Linked DNA regions of Mus musculus: region 1 is linked to region 2. The links are chromatin contacts, called in public Hi-C maps. All regions are on one chromosome and are shown on one strand. The core of a region is the stretch at or near the end of the contact, and the rest is flanking DNA. Distances in the headings are between cores, read along the strand shown. Region 1 has its middle 330 kb from the start of Rps6ka3. Region 2 has its middle 600 kb from the start of Rps6ka3.

The links. Hi-C and Micro-C count contacts between places; a contact is called where the count stands out from the background.
Region 1: a Hi-C map of cerebellum shows a contact between it and region 2, with 2.6 times the contacts expected there. The contact joins two enhancer-like sites. A contact is called at or near these places in 2 of 484 Hi-C or Micro-C datasets (cerebellum and cerebral cortex) and 1 of 115 datasets of contacts at active chromatin or transcription factors (embryonic stem cells).

Annotation. Positions count from the first base shown.
Region 1 is chrX:158,918,675-158,923,355 of GRCm38.p6, forward strand. No RefSeq gene overlaps it. Among named protein-coding and RNA genes, the nearest start is that of Rps6ka3, 330 kb to the right of the region's middle. Within about 2 kb of position 1,762, at least 9 of the 459 cell types and tissues checked have an H3K27ac peak or open chromatin away from gene starts, as enhancers often do. A contact at or near this core is called in cerebellum, where this site is marked.
Region 2 is chrX:158,649,301-158,654,180 of GRCm38.p6, forward strand. No RefSeq gene overlaps it. Among named protein-coding and RNA genes, the nearest start is that of Rps6ka3, 600 kb to the right of the region's middle. Within about 2 kb of position 3,126, at least 10 of the 459 cell types and tissues checked have an H3K27ac peak or open chromatin away from gene starts, as enhancers often do. A contact at or near this core is called in cerebellum, where this site is marked.

The DNA.
Region 1 (4,681 bases), core at 512-3,011, 270 kb after region 2:
AGACTGCAAAAACTAGGAGGTCCACATCCCAGGGTATCCAAATCCCTCCGGGATGTGGTCCTTCTTTCCTTTTCCAGTTGAGTAAAGGTTCCCTGAGGTTTGCAGTAGCAGAAAAGAGTTAAACAAAGGCATAGCTCATATGTGAGAACAGTTAAGCTGAAAGGCAGAAAGAGAAGCAATGTATGCAAAAACTGGAGTTAAAACATTATTTTACTAAGGGAAAAAGAAAAGGAGATAAGCAGCTGGGTGAAAAAAGAATGGTGTTGCAAAGGAGAGACAGAAGTGGTCCCATAAATGGGGCAGAGAAAGCCAGTAAGAATCACAGGGCAAAATCAAAGACAGATTTAACACGGGGCTCTGCTCACTTCTGTGCCCATTACCTAGCTCTGCATACAGCTTCTCCAACCTTAATATTCTACAGCAGACCCAATAGGATGCCCCCAATTTGGGTACATGTTCTTACTTCTATTTTAAGCTTTTAATCCCAATTGTTAACAACTCCATTAAATATAAAACTTCCTTTCGGAGCTACTTGGAAATGTGTTACATAAATGCTGTACATATTCCCCTCTTCTGTGGCTTCTAAAAATAGGAACTTGGATGCTGGCTTTGTTCACTGTGCGAGCTCCCACTTGCACACCTATCATGTTCAGAGTCCAATTGGGACAGATGACTTTTGCAGGCTTTTCTTTTCTCTGTCTCCCATCTCTCCTTGCATATGCAGCATATTTTTTTTAAGTGAAGTTTAAAGTTGCTGAAGAAAATGACATGCTGCTACAGGAATGAGAAGGCTATTGACAATCCTTGTTCTCTTCTGAGTCTTACAGATGCCCCAGGAGACATCTGTAGGGCACACAGAAGAACCCTGCTATAAACATTTAGGAGGGTAGTAGAAAAGACAAAAAAAAAAATGAGTGATTGGGAATATTTATTTAAGAGCTGAAGTTCCTCTAAGCTGATAATGTGGCAGGCACTTCACTGAATTCAGTTATTCCATCAGGCCGACTAGATTTCAGTTCATGCTTCATTGGTGAGTATGCAGATTGAGTCTTAGATATGTTCAAGAATTTGACCCAAACTAGAAAGCAGAAAACTGGTGATTCCCAGGTTCAGACCTAGATCTTCATGGCATCATAGCCCATGTTCTATGTGCAGAAAAATCACATATTGATTTTGAAACAGAACCCTAGGCAGGGTACCCCAGAAGGCACACAAACAATGATCAGAATTCTGATTCCCCCGGCCATACCAGTAGGGATGAGAAGAGGAGAGCAAGATGATTTTCTGTCTTAAATGTTTCTGAGGCAAATGTTTCTGACAACTGTTAGAACACTGGGGCATTAGAATGGATCCAATCTGCATGACTGCTAGGGGTCACATTTTTCCAGGCAGGCCTGATATACAACTCAGAATCTACCCAACTGGCAAACCAAACCCCAAACAAAAAAAATAATAAGAAATAAAAAATAAAGAGAGAGAGAGAGAATTTTTTTTTCTTCACCCACACTGGAACCTGCATCAGTTGAAAGCTGTTTTGTTGTGGCAAGAGAAACATTAAATGTCACACACTGAATTTGCTCTGATTATGAGCTAGCCATATCCCTCCGACAGAGAAGGAGTCAGGCAGAGTCACAGGTGTTTAAAGAAAGCATCCTGCAGCAATTTAAACTGAGTACTGGAGGCAGTGAGCAGGGCACCAGGGCTTTCTTTGCATTTGCATATGCATATGGTCAGAGGGCTAAAAACAGAAAGCCCCATCCCTGGGACACACATGCTCAATCAGGCTGCTTCACCCTGTGGGCTAAGTTTAGCAGAGCTGCGTGGTATTGGTGTTGCCTCTCACTGGTTTTTGTCAGTAAGTCTCTCTTTTCTCCCTTCAGCTGAGCAACACGCACTAAAAGAGACATAAGAAATAATAGAAGGGGCAATATTTCCAAGGTCACACAGCAAATAAAAGGCAGATCTGTGATCTAAACCTAAGCCTACATTTCTGCTGCTGTTGTTATTTTGATCATTTTTCAGTCATGTTTTGTTTTCTCTGGCCTGGACAATGAAAGCTTCCTCACACTGCCCCTGTAGGCTGCAAAGCTATGCCAACAACCACAGAATTTCACCTTAATAAGATGATTTTTCCAAGACAGGATAGTGTCTCTGGGGGGAAAAAAATCCCCCTGCAGATTTTTTGAAATTCTGAAGTTCCTCAGTTAGTAAATATGTGAACAAAAGAGCTAAATATTGTATTGGTCTTTGAGGTTTAAAAAAAAATGAACCCCTTTTAATCAACTGTGTGCATTGGATCTTTTAGCAGTGCTGACAAACACTAACAGCACTAATAGTACTGAAGAGCTCCTATATCCCAGCTTACTGTGTGCTTAACATCAAGTCACTGAAGTCTCACTGTAATCCCCAAAGATGCTTGCATCGTAGGGATCAAAAGCTCTGCTGGGGACAGAGTAGCACAGACCTATAATCACATCATTCAAGAGGTAGAGGCATGAAGACCACCCTGAGCTACTCAGCAAAACCCTGTCTCCCCACCACCATCCCCCAAAAAGAAAAGAAAGAAAAGAAGCAAAAAGAAAAAAAAGAAAAAAAAAATTGAAGGCTTTTCCATACCACACAGTACCTAACTAGGATTCCCCAGAGAGAATTACTCAGACAATAATTGCTATAAAAACACTAAGGAAATTGTTGATAAATAGTGACACTGTTTGCAGAAATGTGAAATACAAAGTACTTTGGGGATTTTTGAAATACCATAATATCCTGAACAATGTTGTCTTGGTTGTCGAATGTTGCTGTGTTCTTGGAAAGAAGTCAAATAAACAATGTCATCTACATTTATTCTAGAGAGAAGGGTAACATGTTAGATTGGAAGGCATTGTGTCATCATTTGCAGCTTGTAAAACTGAAGACCAGGAAGGGAAGGAATTCAAGAATACTCAGCCAGCTAAATCAGCCGGGATCAGAGCCAGATGTCCTGGAACTGCAGGCCCTTTCCCACTCACCCGCAAGTTGTATCTTTCCATCTTTCCCTTCAAACTGCTCCCTTGGACCATGGCAAATGGACACAACTAATACACTAATGCCCCACTCTTCCAACACTTGGCAGAAACGTTTGTCTCGGAAACATTTAAGATGGTGTTATAATCGTTTTTCTTTTTTTCTTTTTAAATGTCTTTTCTGCGAAAGAAGCAGTAAGACTAAGCTTCAGGCTTCTCTGCCTCATCATTATATAATACTTGTCTGGGACTGCAAATCACTCGCAGAAGGACAAAGCTCGGGGGAAGAAAGGGTGGGTGTGAATCTTTTGTGATTTCTTGAGTAACGGGAGGCGATTTGTCATTTTAGGAAAACTGGAGCCTGTGTTCTCAGATTCATGCACGATCCAGCCTGTTTGACTCTACTGAAAACTTGCGGTTTCTGAGCCCTTCCCTAAAGTTGGGGGTAGAACACACGGGTAGCAGACAGACCTGTTTTTCTCTCCTCCCTTCTCCCCAAGTAAGAGAAGCTAATAATAAATCAAAGTTCTAGAACTTGAATTTGAACTGAAAATACCTCAGAATAAAACCTGTTTCTTCCATCCGGCAAATCAGCCAGAGCAGGGACTACTTGCATTTTCTGTGAACGCTCGCCCCCTGCTGGTCAAGTTTGATTATGACTGACTCTTGAGAGAAGTAAACAAAATTACCATACCAAAAAGAATTTTTTATCGACGGAGAGAAGATTTATAGAGAACTCATTAATGTAACTTTTTAGTCTTAAAGTTAGCGGTTATGGAGAACCCACAGGGACTTGTTTTTAATTCTCATGGAGACTTTCACAAGCGAAATTCTTGGGGAGCTCTCCAAAAACCTTGTTGCTGAACATATTTATAGAAATGTGAAAATAAAACAACTCTCAAAGGATAACAGTGTAAAAAAAACTTTGGCTATTTATATTAAACTCCTACCAAAACAGCATGCAGTCCCCTCAACTTGGGACGATAAAAAGAATTCCAGAGCAAATAAAGTTACCTGGAGGGACAGGGTCTCCTGGTATAATTTAGGTTGGCCTGAAATTCACTATATAGCCCAAGCTGGCTGCACACTACCACCAGTCCTCCTGCCTCGACCTCTCGAGTGCTACGATTACAGGCTTGAGGCACTAAATGTGGCTTGAGGGGTACTTTTAAAGTATTTTGACTCAAAACCAATGAGATGTGTTGTTTAAATACAGTACACCTGAAACTCTGAGCTGCCCACTTTTTGCCTCCTTGTAAAAAGTCCTGCCATGTGCTGCCCATCTTTACTTAAGTACTTCGTTTGAAAGGTCAGCCAGTTCTATTAGAAATTCTGCTCAGCTTGATTTCAGTCTCTGTGTCCTGCTCTCATTTGATAAGGAATGCATGCCAATGATCTACGGTTAGCTGCTTGGTGGCGACTGCTTTTCCTCCCTAAAGCCCTTCCCCGGCTTTTCTTTCTCCCTCTCCACCACCCACATGCTGCTCTTATTCGGACTACTTCAACTGCCTCTATCACTCATCCACACCATTCCTGGCCTCCCTGTGCACCCACGTGCATACCCTTAGTGTGGCTCCATTTAACCCCTTGCTTGCCTGACAAATACAAACTCAACTAGGCTGGCGGAGTCTAGCACTCACGGGGACTGTGCACAGGTTTTGCAGTTCCCACCCAGAAAC
Region 2 (4,880 bases), core at 1,876-4,375:
GGTAGAGAAAGGGTGGGATTGAAATTTCAGATGCTCGTCCTCTTTCTTCTAGGCTCCACTTCCCACAGCTTCCCAAATAGAAAATTAGAAGATTCTTTTCTGAGGAAATTATCTCAAGAAAAAGCTGTATAGATTCTCATTTTTTGAGGAAGCTCCAGCAAAATGACTGGCCTTCAGCCAATCACATCATATTCACCTAGCTTTTCTGTATTTATTTCTAAGTATGGATGAACAACACAAGATTAAAAAAAAACATTCTGGATTGCCTCTACCATAACTATCAGACTCTGTTTTGGTTAAAGTTTCTGTTGTTGTGCTAAAACACCATGACTGTAAACAACTTGGGGAGGAAAGGTTTATGTAGCTTATACAACCTGAATTACAGTTTATCGAGAGACGCCAAGGCAGGAACTCAAACGGGCAGGAACCTGGAGGCAGGAGCTGATGCAGAGGCCATGGAATGGTGCTGCTTACTGGCTTGTTTACCATATATTGCTCATCCTGCTTGCTCATAGCACCCAGGAGGACATCCAGCCCAGGAGTGAAAACACCCATTTTAAGGATGGGCCCTCTCACACTAATCACCAGTCAAAATGCAGCACTGGGTTGTCGACAGACCAACCTGGTAGGAACATTTTCTTTTTCAACTAAGGTTTCTTCTTTCAAAATGGCTCTAGATTGTGTCAAGTGACATAAAATGAGTCAGGATAGACTCCAACCAAGCACACAAAAAGAAAAGGTAATTTTAAATAAAATCATAATAATAAAAACACAATGGGAGAGTGTAAGAGAAAAGCTTACATCCGGACAGCAATATGAGAATGTTACAACAATGGAATAATAAAACACTTAAGAGCATTTGTGGATTGAATGTGATAACTAAAACCACCTCAAAACTCAATTAATGGGTTCAAATATAACTATGAGAAAATATCTCCAGCAGGTAAACTGAAGGACCTAGGGAGATAGAGTTCAATAGTTTGGGATATAAAACACCCGGCTCATAAGAATTTCTAAGTCCAACTTAGGTAAAGAAATTGTAAAGAGGCAATAACAGGACATTTCATCAGAATTAAGAAATGAAATTCCAAAAGGCGAGAGCTCATAGAATCCTAAGTACAATATAGAACACACACTGAACATTAATGGTGTGTATTATTTTTCAGTGCTACATTAACAAAGACAACTAGAAAAGGCTTAAAATCCTCCAAGAGAAAATTATTGTAAAGAATCAGGATCTCATCAGACTTCTCAGATGTCATAGTAGTAACTGACCAATGTCCACATTTTGATGGAAAATTATTTTGATTCTGGAATAATTTGGGTACTAGCCAAATTAAAGCTTATGATTAGGAGGAGCAGTTTTTCAAGTATGAGAGAAATTTAAAATCTGTTTCTAGAAAGGTACTTAACACATGTCTCATTAACAAAGCAAAATACACATGCAAAATGTTATCCAAGTACTAGGGAATGCCATACAAAGGAGAGAACAGTGTTTCCTTATTAATAAAGAAAATTGTTCTAGAAGGACTATCTAGTAAATCTCTATGACAAACAATGTAGGATGAGTGTGTATAACTGAAGACTAGCACAGCAGAGTGGGGATGGAACTGATTGGTTCCTGGTGTGTTAGACAATATCAAGAAGTAGCTACACTTTGTGGAAGAGTGTAGAAAGAACTCATGACTGCTTCTCAGCAAGCTAAGGATATAGAAGTAAACCAATCACTAGCCCCCAAAACTACAGCAATAGAACTTTACAAAAAAAGGCATTGCATTCTCTATACCCTAGCTGGGAATAATACCACATGGTCATAATTTTTATCATCTCTATGACAACATACCTGAAAGAAGCAACTTCTGGAAGGAAAGATTTATTCTAGCTCACGATTTTAGAAGTACACAGTTCATCATGGCAGGGAAAGCAGAGTGACGCTGTGGTAGTGGGAGCAGATGCTAATGGCTTCACATAGATGCAGACCAGGAAGTAGAGAAAGTACTCCCCAAAACAATGGTTGGTGAAACCATGAAAAGCCTGTGTCTACTGACCTACTTCTGCTAATGAGGCCCCAATTCCTAAAGGCTTTTCAGAACAGCAGCTTAAGCTGAGGATCAAGCACCCGAAGCATAACCATGCAGAGCAATGATTCTCAACCTTCCTAATGCTTCAACCTTTGAATACAGTTCCTCCTGTTATAGTGACCCTGAACATAAAATTATTTCTGTTGAGTTATGAAGTACATTGTACTTCACACAATACAGTATGTCACTGTTATGTATGTAAATATCTGATATGTAGGATATCTGTTATGCAGCCCTCAAGGGGATTGCAATCCACATGTTGAAAACCACTGCTCTGGAGGCTATTTCAGGTTGAAATCAGCATTCCAACCCTATCCCTCAAAGGCTGTGGCCACCTTATAATGCAAAATCTACTCAGTCCAACTTTAAGACTCCTCATCAATCCAAACACTTCAAAATCTTCATCTCTACTAAGATTCAAGGAAAACACTTTCTCTTTCTATCTTTATCCATTTATTATGACATGAATGGAATTTTTTTCTTATTAAGAAATTTTCAGGCATTGGAAAATGATCACTATATGTGTGATGCTCTAGTACCTCTGAGATCACATTATAGTATCTTCACTTATGTGAGGACTGGTCCTGTTGGGCTTTTCCTACATTCATAAGGTAGCAACACAAAGGAAAATTCTAAGCAGGGTCAGAGTTCTTGAGCAAACTGATATGACAAGATGCTAATGGCTTCACATAGATGCAGACCAGGAAGTAGAGAAAGTACTCCCCAAAACAATGGTTGGTGAAACCATGAAAAGCCTGTGTCTACTGACCTACTTCTGCTAATGAGGCCCCAATTCAAGGGCGAAAATTAAATTCAAGGGCATCTTAACAGGAGTCATGGACTTAAAAGTAAAATGAGGATCAAGAAGCCTAGATAAAGAAGCATTATATATGAACTTGGACCTCAGTGTCCTAATCACTCAGGAATCTCATACTTCTAGCTAGGAATAATCATCAGTTTCATCTGACACAAAAGGCTGTGTACCTCCAGGCAGTGCCAACTAGATGAGGCAGAGTGGCACGGATCCAGAGCAGAGCCACGCGGGGCCAACCATCGCCTAGGCAGAGGGAAGCCAGGCTGAAAAGAGCCCTTCAGTTTTGATTACTCATTATCCTGACTTAGTGGCTCCTCAGCTGTCTTTGTGACAGCCAGGAGCAGTGACCAGTGGAGCATTAAGTCAACAAATGTTATCATCACTGCAATACTAATCATGTTATCATCCATCATAATAGTGTTTGTTCTGAGAGGAGACTCAGAAGGCGAGGGGCTCCATTTGAGAAAAAGCAAAGGGGGAAAGGAATTGTGCACAGTCCAGATATGTCAGAAAGAGGTGGGAAAGAAGAGGGAACACTGAATCAAGAATGAAATAAAGGGATGAAAGGAAAGTAGAATAAAGGAAAATGGCACAGCCTACAGAGGAGAGAAACATAAACTGGCTTCATAGATTTCCTGCCATAGTCACATTCTATACAGTGTGTTGATGATTTAGAAATGCCAGTGGGAAGATCTCCACTTACATGACAGATACTGCCAGTGCTCCACTCCCTTACTCTTTGATTCCCTTACCATGTTAATCCATACAAGTCAAACTGCCAATGGCATATACATATGTCTTTGCCACAGGCATGGCCTGGGGCTACCAAACCAACTTTAGGCCTTAAATAACAGCTTCTTTAAATTTGTAACTCCAAGAGTTATCATGAATCAATGTCAAGTGATATCTATTTTGTGGGTGGGCACATAGCAGAACATAATTATAAATGAGGAATTTAACTGACTTTTAAAGAGTACCTTATATTGACTGTCTCTTTTGTGCTCCACCCCCATCCCTGCTTGCAGCAATGTTTCTGTGACCCTGGTTGTATGAGTTTCCTCCAAGATTGAAATATTCCATCCTATAGAGGAGCTCTTTAAATAAGGAGATAACTCCAAAAAATGCTTGAGGAAGTCCCTGAAACTGACCAGATTTACCAGACTTCTCCATCCCAGATTAAGCAATAAATAAAGCTGCTGAGAGTCACTCACAACCAACCTGAAAAGAAGACTCCTAAACAAGCCAAGCTACAAAGAAGTCTCTTAGAGGACAATGGTTACAAAGAAGATTCCCAAACCAAGCCACCTGCCTGGAAGAAGGAAAGATAAGCTGAGCTACCTAAAAATGGTTTAAGACCAGAATCTCTTGGAAAAGACACTCTCCAATCTGTTGAGGTCCCTGTGGACTTTGCAATGTTCTCCAGGTTCTCAGCTTTGTGAGTTGTCACCCATGCTGAGGTGGAATTTTGGTAGTGTTGCTGTCTCTGAGGACATGTTTGCTCCTATAAGTAATCTATCACCAAAATTCCTGTAAGTAACACCAATGAAACTCATGGGTTCACCAACGTTGGTTCTATCTGTACTTTGGTCTGTCATGGGTTCCCTATCTGACATGAGAAGATGTGTATGTAGCTCCTGTTCAGGGAAACTTTTGTTGTACAATAGCCTCCCATATTGATAAGCTAATCTCAACATATTTCTTTGGGAATATAACTAAGATAAACATTTTGCTGTCACACATTGACCATATCAAAGCAAGAGCTGTTGTTTTCTCTCTCTGTTAACTACAGCAGGGTCCAAGGCAGTACAGCTGACAAAGAATGTCTAATAACTACAGCACCTTTTAAAGCTCATCTCTTTGATCTTTCTATTTAGTGGGTCAATCAGCATACAGCTAGCAACTAAGAAAATATAATCCATATAAGATCATGTCCAGAGATGATGATACATCCAAGGCAGAGTCTTGGACTAAAAAAGCAAAGAGAA